2 separate regions of the Mus musculus genome follow, and region 1 is linked to region 2. The links are chromatin contacts, called in public HiChIP or PLAC-seq maps. All regions are on one chromosome and are shown on one strand. Each heading gives the region's core, a stretch centred on a gene start, on an enhancer-like site or on the middle of the called end of the contact. The rest is flanking DNA. Distances are from core to core; before and after follow the strand shown.

What was found. HiChIP or PLAC-seq counts read pairs in DNA pulled down with a chosen protein or histone mark.
Region 1: a contact with region 2 is called in an H3K27ac HiChIP or PLAC-seq map of embryonic stem cells, with 5 read pairs. The contact joins two enhancer-like sites. A contact is called at or near these places in 2 of 115 datasets of contacts at active chromatin or transcription factors (both in embryonic stem cells) and 2 of 9 other capture datasets (adipose tissue and pancreatic islet).

Annotation. Positions count from the first base shown.
Region 1 is chr8:41,264,028-41,269,426 of GRCm38.p6, reverse strand. Pcm1 (pericentriolar material 1) reads right to left here. Exons shown (of 38, transcript NM_023662.3): 6 at 2,063-2,240. Among named protein-coding and RNA genes, the nearest start is that of Pcm1, 27 kb to the right of the region's middle. Within about 2 kb of position 3,011, at least 10 of the 459 cell types and tissues checked have an H3K27ac peak or open chromatin away from gene starts, as enhancers often do. A contact at or near this core is called in embryonic stem cells, where this site is marked.
Region 2 is chr8:41,122,793-41,127,618 of GRCm38.p6, reverse strand. All of the region lies in intron 1 of Mtus1 (mitochondrial tumor suppressor 1), which reads left to right. Among named protein-coding and RNA genes, the nearest start is that of Mtus1, 8.5 kb to the left of the region's middle. Within about 2 kb of position 2,883, at least 21 of the 459 cell types and tissues checked have an H3K27ac peak or open chromatin away from gene starts, as enhancers often do. A contact at or near this core is called in embryonic stem cells, where this site is marked.

The DNA of each region.
Region 1 (5,399 bases), core at 1,762-4,261, 140 kb before region 2:
GCATCATTTTCTGCTACAGCAAACAAACAAACCAAAACAATAACAACCAAAAACTAAAAACTAGTATTTGAGACTGACAGAAATCTTTTTCTAGTCTAAACTCTCTGTGGAAAACACCAACATTACAATTCAGATAATTAACAAACAACTTTCTGGACAGTAAAAAAAAAAAAGCACTCCTTCTCTAAGGAAGATGTGTTGTGTCTCCGAACAAATTAGAAACACTAACCCTTGCTTTCATCAGTTTTCTACTGTAAAATTTCATAAAACACAAGGAAAAACTGTTTTAAAATTAAGCTAAAGTTCTTGTTGAAGAAGTATATAAAGCTCAAATATAAATCTCCTAATTACAGCCTTTAATTGAAATTCCTAATAGTTTATTTTTGTAAAAGAAATTATTTGTATATTTTAACCTAAAATTCAATAGCTTTCTACTAATATTCTCTATATAAAGCCTAGCCAAGTAAGAGACTCTGTTTGACATCCTTTTCTATGAAACAGTCCCAAGGGTAAAAAGCCTTAGCCAGTAGCCTACAATTCTGATGATCCAACAAGATGATGTAAATTCAACTACTCAAGATTGTAGAGAAGAAATTAGGAACTTTGTGAGCCCCACTGCTCCACAGGATGCACAGGCAGTTAACGGCTGTGAGCATGATACAGACACTACTTCAGTAGTGCAGCCACTGGTTAGTTGCCCATAAACCTGTAAGCAACCCACAATCTTGTAGGCAACCTTCATGAAACTTACAAAAAGCAAATAAATAATAATAATAATAAAATACTGGCCTAATTATAATGCTCAAAGATAAACTGAGAATTGATACGAAAACATAATTATAATTAAGCCAATGGAAGTCTATTATATTACTTTGCAAATATATACAATTGTTATCTGTCAATTAAAAAATAAAACTAAAAAAAAAAACCTTAGCTTTTATTGAGTTTTAATAAGCAACAATCTTACTTTTAACCTAATAACAAAACAGGTGACTCAATACTAATCAATTCTATTGTCACTTATAGTTATATACAGCTCTGAAGGAAAAAGAAAAAAAGCTTTGAGTCTCACCAAATACTGAGTAAAGTACAATAGCAGCTTTAAAAGTTCATAACTACAACTGGATTTCTAAATGAAATAACAGAACTGCTAACATTAAATAGTAAACATGCTCCATTAATTTACTTCCTTATTAGACTTTCTCTGTTTATGTTTTCTCCAGGGGCTAGGGACTGAACTCAGGGCATACTTAAGCTGGCAAACCTAGAGCCCTCCCTACTTTATTTTATGAGGCAATTTCACTATGAAGTATTATAGAGAAGGGAGGCTATGTACACATATGTGTACGTCAGAGGTTGATTTTGGTTATCTTCCTTAGTCACTCTCCATATTATTTTTGAGACAGGATTACTCACTGAGCCCAAAGCTCATCAACTGGCTAGACCACAGAACCCCAGGGACCCTCTTGTCTCCGTTCCTTCTGGAGCGGGGACTACAGATGACTTGGCTTTAATGTGCTTGTTGAGGATCCAAACTAAGGTCCTCATGCTTGGGGAACAAGCACTTTACCAACTGAGCCATCTCCCTGTACCCTAAGAATTCTTTGAGCCTCCTTGCCTCAGACTTCAGTGTGCTGGGATTACAGGTGTTATGATACCAGGCCTGGCTTGCTTATTATTTTTTAAACCTTCTTTGCAAGACAAATAAACAACAATCTTAGCTGAGTGAGATTTAAAACAAAAACAAAACAAAACAGCAGTAATTCCTGCAAAGTGGAAACAAAAAAAAACAAGATCCCTATCACCCTGAGGTTACAAAACAGTACTATATACAGGCCTGTCTGTTTTACCTCTCAAAGATACTCTGTCTGTACGGTATGATAGCCAGGAGTTGTTCCTGCAACCTCTTCTGTATAACCAGAGAAAAGCACAGAACAGAGTAAACCTGGCTTGCAGGTTGCTACACTAGTCAACAACCGAGATCTGATAATACAGTAATAGCAATTCATTTTGTAATAATGAGCCTTTCTTCTAAAGCAATTATTCTGTGACTATCACATACCAGAGTCATCCATCACAGCTATAGCTTGCTCTGCTTTATGCTGCAAAGCTAGAAGAGCAGCCTGTCGGCCCTGCAGAGCTCGCAGCTGCTCCTGCTGTTGTAACATTCTTTTTAATAAATCATGTTGTTTCTTCAAATTTTCTGTCTCTTCCATAGGCTCCTGCTGAGGATCTCTGGCCTGAAAAATAAGACCAACAATACTAATACCTGACAGTTGAAATCCATGGCCCTGTTTCATTTGCCAATGGCAAAGTACAGCAGATACTAGTTTCAATTAAATACACAAGTCTAGATACAGTTTTAATAGACTTAGAAAACTGGTATGTCCCATACTAAAAATTGAGTAATTTTACAGTGAAAAACTATGAGGAGTTAAAAGGAAGAGAATAAAACTCTTAGAAAGCAGAAGGTTTCAAAGTATAGGAAGGCAAATGGAGCTATACATACTGCAGACAAAATAATAGGGAATTACAAATTATACTGAGTTAATGTTCTCAAAGATTTTCTCTACAAACTATCAGGTAGCAAAACTTTCTACCCATTCCAGAAGATAACTTTCCACATACACAACAAAAGCAAAGTAAGTGAGGGCAGGAGAGAAGACAGAGACACAGAGAGTAAATATTCCAACTTCTAACCAAGGTCAAGAATTTTTAAATATATTTGATTATCTTATGTAAAAAGGCCTAAATGAAGCACATTAAATATATAACAAAGCAGAAAACTCTATTTTGTATCAAGTGGTTTTATTAGTTTTTAACTCTTAAATTACATCCATTTAGCTGAGTTTGGGGCATAAACTGAATCTGGAAGACTTCCCCAATACAATAAAAATTTATCATCCTCTCTATATGCAACATAAAAGATTTGAATAGGGACTACTTAGAAGAAACTACCAATGGGGGTGGAGATGACTCAGCAGTTACACACGCTTGTTACTCTTGCATAGGACCCAGCCCAGGTTCACTTCCCACCACTCCCAGAGGTTCACCACCACCTGTAACTCTAGTTCCTAGGCTCGAACACCCTCTTCTGATCTCTGTGGGCATCAGACATGCATAGGATACCCACTCATACATACAGGTAAAACACTTATACATGCAAAACAAAACAATATTTTAAAAGAAAAATTTAAAGAAGTAATGACCAAGTGGGCTGATGATATGGCTTAGTGGTAAAGTTCTTGCTTTAAGGCCACATGTGTTCAAAAAACAAACAAACAAAACAAAACACATACACAAAATTAAAATTTAAAACACAGCTGAACAAAACTAATCAAAAACAGAAATGTAAATACAGCCCCAAACAATAAATTTTAAGCCAAGTTATATATAAAATATATTGTAAAGATATTCTTCATAAATGATTTACCATCAAAATATTTTAAAGTTCTATTATTTTAATCCATTGACAAAAAAATATTCCCTTTAATGTATTGATTTGGTTTCAAATTTGCCACACTAACAAATTTTTGTTGGGAATATAAAATTTTAAATGATTTCTCCCCTAAAATTACTAAAGCAAGTAAAAAGTTAAATGATTTCTTTTGAAAGTACAAATGAATACACTGATCTACTCTCCCTGGGCAAATGAGATTTCTAGAGAAACCACAGGGAATACAGACAGCTCAACAAGTTTCCTTCTGGATGACATCCTTCACCAGCGTTACACAAAGCCTCTTCCATCTACCTCCTCCAAGTAGAACCATCAATATTGTAAATAAGACTGGGTAGCCATGACAACATCTTACATTGTGACTTAGAAATGGGGGAAAAGTGAAGAAAGTACAGTTAACTATTCAGAGGATTAACTATTAAGATGAGACTAGAAGTTTAGTGCAGGTTGATGACACCTCACACCTTTTATACACACATAGTTTACATTTCAGATTAGTAGTCACAATCAACTATGAAGAAAGCTGAGAAGCTAGCTGGCTGTAGTGGCACATGCCTTAAATCTCAGTACTTGAGAGGCAGAGGCAGCTATAACTCTGAATTCAAGGCCAGTGTGGTCTATATGAGTTCCACCCTAGCCATGAGTTGTACCCTAGCTACACAGTAAGACCCTGTCTTTAAAAGCAGGGGGATTGGGAGGAGGCAAATTGAACTGCTTGCCTTATAAGCATAAGAACTTGAGTTGGATCCTCAGAACCTATATTTTTTTTTTAGAAAAAGGCTAGAACTAGTGGTCCACACTTATAAACTTGCTCCTTCAAAGGTGGGGAGAAGCAGATACGTGGAACCCATGGCCAATCTCACTGGTTTATTTGGTCCAGTTACAAGCCAGTGAGAGGCACTGTCTCAAAACAATGGTGGGACAGTACTCCTCTCACAAAGGATAGGTAGGTATACATGAAGCTGTTACAGGATACAAAACATTACATCTATAAAATACACCAAAAATATCAGTCTTTGTAGATAGTTATCATTTTATATCAACCTGCAACTCATAAGGCTGTTTTCAGCTCGGAATCTAACATAGAATCAATCTGAAACCTTTCCCTCTACTCTTCAAACACACTCTATTTTAAAAGGTCTCTTAGAGGGACGAACTGGAAGGAGTGAGAGTTAACAGATTCTATAAACAGAAAACAAACTTAAAAGTCAAGTGATACCAAGTGAGGTTTTATTTAATTAAAATCATTTGTGAATTATGTACAAGTTAGGGTGTGCTGCATTAGGATAACATTAATAACCAAGACTAGGGTTGGCAGGATGGCTCAGCAGACTACAGAGCTTGTCTTACAGCTAAGCATTGAGTCTGATGGCCTGAGTCAATCCTGAGGACCCACATTGTCTAGGGAGAGCAATAAAGGTTGTCCTCCACAAGCATGTTGTGGCCCACCACAGGCATACACTCACACACAATAAAAATAAAAATTTTGTTTTAAAAGATCAAGATAAAGTATAGTTAAATTGTGACAAATCCCTGAACAAGTTTAAGTTATAATTATTCTTATTTGTAAGAATACTTTCCAAGAGACAGAAACAGAAGGGCTTTGGAAGGTTGTTTGTTTGTTTGTTTGTTTGTTTGTTAATGAACTACCACAGGGTGAAAGAAGACCTGGTAAACATGCTACAGTGTCTGGCAATTGTATAAGAAAGAAAGACAAATTTTAATGCATACCTGGAGTAGTTCACATTCCTTTTTGCCCCTTCAATGCTATTAAGTCTAAAGATAACCAGGCACTTTTCTGCTTAAAGGGGTAACTTAAGCTTAATGCTTTGTATAACTAAAGACAACCCCTCAACACACCAAAAAAAGTAATAATAAAAAAAAAACTGCCAAAATATTTGAGGTTGTTTCATCATCTTAAACATAAAAAAAAAAAGAAAAA
Region 2 (4,826 bases), core at 1,634-4,133:
GCTGTCACACAAGGGAAGGGATTAATTTTCATTTTGCTCATCTTGTACTATAAACAAATTGAGATTTTAATTATTTTTATCCTAAGAATATGAGTGTTTGCCTGAATTTGCACCGAGGTCAAAGGATGGCGTCAGATCCCCAGGTACTAGAGTTACAGATGGTTGTAAGTCACCATATGGGTGTTGGGAATCAAACCCTGGTCCTTTGGAAGAACAACTAGTGCTCTTAATCCCTGAGCCATTGCTCCGGGCCCTTGTAAAAATTTTTTTTGATGATTGTTAATGATTCATGGCATTATGTGGGTACCCCGTGTCTACTTAAAACATAACTCAGCCAGCTTGGTGGAATAAAAATAGTCGCCAACAGAGACCTAAGCAATCTAAGAGATATCATTCAAACATAGACACCCCCTCCTGTCTCCCCCATCTCTGTGAAACTGATTGAGTTGTATTTACTAGAATACTAGCTAAACTTGTACTATATATGTCTTACCTTTTATTATATAGTAGACTCCTACGTTGACATCATCTTATTCTTAGGCATGTTACATAGTTGAAATTTGTTTGCCTACCACTACTAACTTAATCCTGTAGATTCGAACTCGGGATTGCAGGAGGTCCAGCTTGCTGTTGAGTAACCAGGTTTGGAGACATGAAAAAAGAATGGGTTAGATAGGGCTGAGTCAGGATCTCTTGACTATGAAAACCGAGCTTGCTTTCATTAGGTGCTCAGTCTATAGAGTCCACATGTGGAACCAAGCCATTTATATGTGTAGTTGGAATTATTTTTTCCATGCTGTATTCTAGAGAAAAAGGCTCGAAGAAAATCCCTGCTGTTAAAATGCTGTATTTAGTTTTGACCAGTTTCAAGCCCTATTAGGAGCTCACCCTGTTGCCAGAACACTGCTAAGTAAAGGGACAGAGATTCAGAAGGGATTTGGCCTCAGTTCTCAGAGTGTGTTAGTATTTATGTTGCTACAAATACTCTCATTCTCATAAATTGTTTAACAAGTAATTTGTTATAGTCTCCACTATGTTGGAAACTATGTCTGTTGTCTTGAGCGAGGTTTGGTAAGAAATGTGGTATCTAAAGAATCTTTGCTGAGCTTAGTCACCCAGTTACTCAGGAGCCTGAGACACGAGGATTATAAATTCAAGGCCAGGCTATGCAAGCCAGTGAGCCCCTGCCTTGGAAGTAAAAGGATAAAGGTGAGATGGGAGTATTATTTATGGCTCAGTGGTAGAGCAGTTGCCTAATAAGTCTGCAGATCCTGCATTCAATCCCAAGATCCCACCCCCTGAAAATAGTTCCTTATTTCTTTTCTCTTATTTATTTCTTGAGACAAGAGTATCACTGTGTCAACTTGACTGGCCTGGAACTTGCTATGGAGACCAAGTTTGGCCTTGACCTCACCGAGAACCCTCTGATTCTGCCTCCACACTGCTGAGATTAAAGCCAGGTGCCACCACCTGCGGCACACATAGTTCTTAAAAAAAAAAAAAATTCTGTAGTGGCCAGTAGTTTTCCTCATTAGACATTTACTGGACACCGTGGCTACTCTTTCTTCTCTCCATGGTGTTCTACGTTACCTTTGGAAAGTGTTTTGACAATAGAGTTGAAACCTTAAAGTGCTGGGTGTATTTGGACTCTGTGGCCCTGATGCAACCTGGGATAATAAGTCGAGTTGGTGTGGGAATTTGTGGGTGCTTTCCCCAGTTCCTGATGCTAGAAGCCTTTAAGTCTGATGTTTATTTCCTTGGTATTTTTCTCCACTTTCTTCATCTACTTCTCTAGCCCTCCCCCCACCCCCAAAAGGATGCATCATTAGGTTGAGCCAAGTGTCGGAGAGCAGGAAGACGCAGACATTCCTATTAAAGTTCCTACGTAGTTACGAGGAGCCACTCTCGGAACATCTGGCACACCCACGTGCAAATACTTTTACAGAATTAATTCCACCTGTGATAATTTATTGTCTCCATGTGTGCAGACGGTCACAAGTTGACCATTTCTCTTGAATGGAGATTTGGACTTTTTTTTTTTTTCCTCTTTAGAGAGCTAGGTATTTACAATTTACAGAAGAATGCAGATGACATTGCAGTCTGAGAATTCTCTCCCTCCGATCACACTTAAGATTTGTGTGTAGTTTTTTCATTCCTATGGAACACTCTGTAGCTCATTAGAGTCTCTCATTATTGAACTTGATTTAAAACTTTTTTTTGTTTTGTTGTTGTTGTTTTTTTGTTTTGTTCTGTTTTGTTTTTTCGAGGCAGGGTTTCTCTGTGTAGCCCTGGCTATCCTGGAACTCACTTTGTAGACCAGGCTGGCCTTGAACTCAGAAATCTGCCTGCCTCTGCCTCGAAAAAAATAATTCCAACTACACATATAAATGGCTTGGTTCTACATGTGGACTCTATAAACTGAGCATCTAATGAAAGCAAATTCAGTGCTGGGATTAAAAGGCATGTGCCACCACCACCCGGCATGAAGTAGCTTCTTAGCCACTCTTTAGTGGCAAGTGCGGCTTCTCTTTCTGTTCTTTATGAATTAGCAATAATGAAATAAGTTATTTCCGCTGTTAGTTAGGTTTTGCTATCTCAACAGCAGCTATAAAACCTTGGAGAGACCTATTTTGTTATAGAGTTGGTAAAAAAAAAAATGTTATGGGAACCAGAACACCTGGAACGGGCATGGCATGTGTAATGGGAACCAAACACTGACTGGTCAGATAAAGCTGGATGCATAGCTCTCATCCTCTGTGTTAGTAGGGGATTTTTGTAAGTTATCTGAGGGATCGTGCATGTCTTTTGGGGTTATGCCATGGCAGCACCAAGTACTTAGAGCGTGACCAATAGGTGCTATTAAACCTACCCTAGTCTGTCTGAAATCTGCTGACTCATAGGTGGATGTGTAATCACCCTGACGAAGGTTTGGTGAAGGTGTTGCCTGGATCAGCTGATGCATTTGTGGGAATTAAACTCCAGGCACAAGAACCTGATACCTTTCTCCTTTTTCGAAAATAATTGGTTTACACGGAATATTTGACTTTTATTTATTCTTGGACTCCACTTTAATGGCCTCTTGGTTTTCTTTTGAGTGGTGAACTTGGTGAACTCCTGGTTTTTTCTTACATTTGAGCTGAATCTTTTCAATCAAGGCAGATACTTCCTTCTTTCATATAGGCTGTAAAACCATGTTGTTCATTTGCTGCCTGTACATTCTAAAAGTACTTAAAATTAAGTCATCACTTTGAACTTATGATATGTGTTGACTTTAAAGTACTCAAGACCCATCATCTCATATTTAGCCTTTAACTTAGTCCAAAATGTTCAGATTGAAGACTTTTTCTTTCTTTCTTTTTATTATTTTAAGACTTATTTATTTTTATGTTCACGAGTACACTGTAGCTGTCTTCAGACACACCAGAAGAGGGCATCAGATCAGATCCCATTACAAATGGTTGTGAGTCAACATGTGGTTGCTGGGAATTGAACTCAGGACATCTGGAAGAGCAGTCAATGCCCCTTAACTTCTGAGCCATCGTGAACGTTTTTGGGGACGCATGCCTTCCATCCATGCTGTTGGAAAACACCTTGGACCCAAAGCACATTAAGAACCTTTACATTTAGCGAGCATATCAGCCCTGTGTGTTGGGTATATCCAGTCATGAGAGCTATTTTATATAGAAGGAAACTGGGGACCAAAGCTTTTTGTCTGAAGGTGGCACTTACCCTTCCTTCCACTACAGTCCTATTGTAGTGGAATTCTGCTATTCCCAGTAATGAATTACTGGTGCTAGCACATTCGATATATTGGCATTTAAGTGAGATCAAAGTTATAAGATTATGTGGACATGTGAAAGTTAGGCAGCGTAAGTTAACTAGTCTTTAACTATTTTTCTATTCTTTAAGCACAGAATGTAAGAGGCAGGTGTATTTCTGAGTTCGAGGCCAGCCTGGTCTACAGAGTGAGTTCTAGGACAGCCAGGGCTACACAGAGAAACCCTGTCTTGAAAAACAAAAACAAAACAAAAATCAACCAAACAAACAAAAGCACAGAATGTAAAACAGAATGTTTAAGCGAGGTCCATGGTGCTATTTGTAGAGAGAGAGGCCTTCTGACAGCAGAAGGAAAGACTAACAAAAATCGAGAATCCTCTCCTTACTAAGGGCTCTGTGGGGTCCTAAGAAGCTGATCATTATTCAGTACTTAGACACCAGAGAAGAAAGGATCCAGTTTCAGAGGGCAGCAATAGGGCAGATCAAGCAGCCTGTCATGCTGCCCTAGAAATCAGACCTCTTTTGCCCCCGACTTCTCTGGATTGGGTGGATCCTATATCCCCTGACCGACCACCTTAAATATTCAAAAGATGACATAATTTGGGTAGAAATTTGCCCAACGTTATGAGAGATGGTAGAGAACAGCAGGTGACAAACCCATTGTGTCAGAACTGGAACTACACATTCTTCAGAAGATTCACTTCTCTTCCCACATGGGCATCTGGAGAATATGGGATTTGCTAATATCAGGATCAGAGATGCCAAACTCGAAGATAGCGGAGATTGTCAAGAAAAGTAAAGTCAGCCAGTTAACTAATTCAGTGACTAATGAGAAGAACCCCATTAATAGGTCCAGAGGCATAAAGCCCAGAGTATACTGAGTGACAGACTTCATATAGGTAAAGCTAGAAAAATTTAGATATAAATATTTACTGATATTTATAGACACCTTTTCAGATTGGACTGAGGCTTTCCCCACTAAACATAAAACTACATCCACGGTGACAAAGAAGCTCTTAAAGGATATACTGTCAAGGTATGGACTTCCT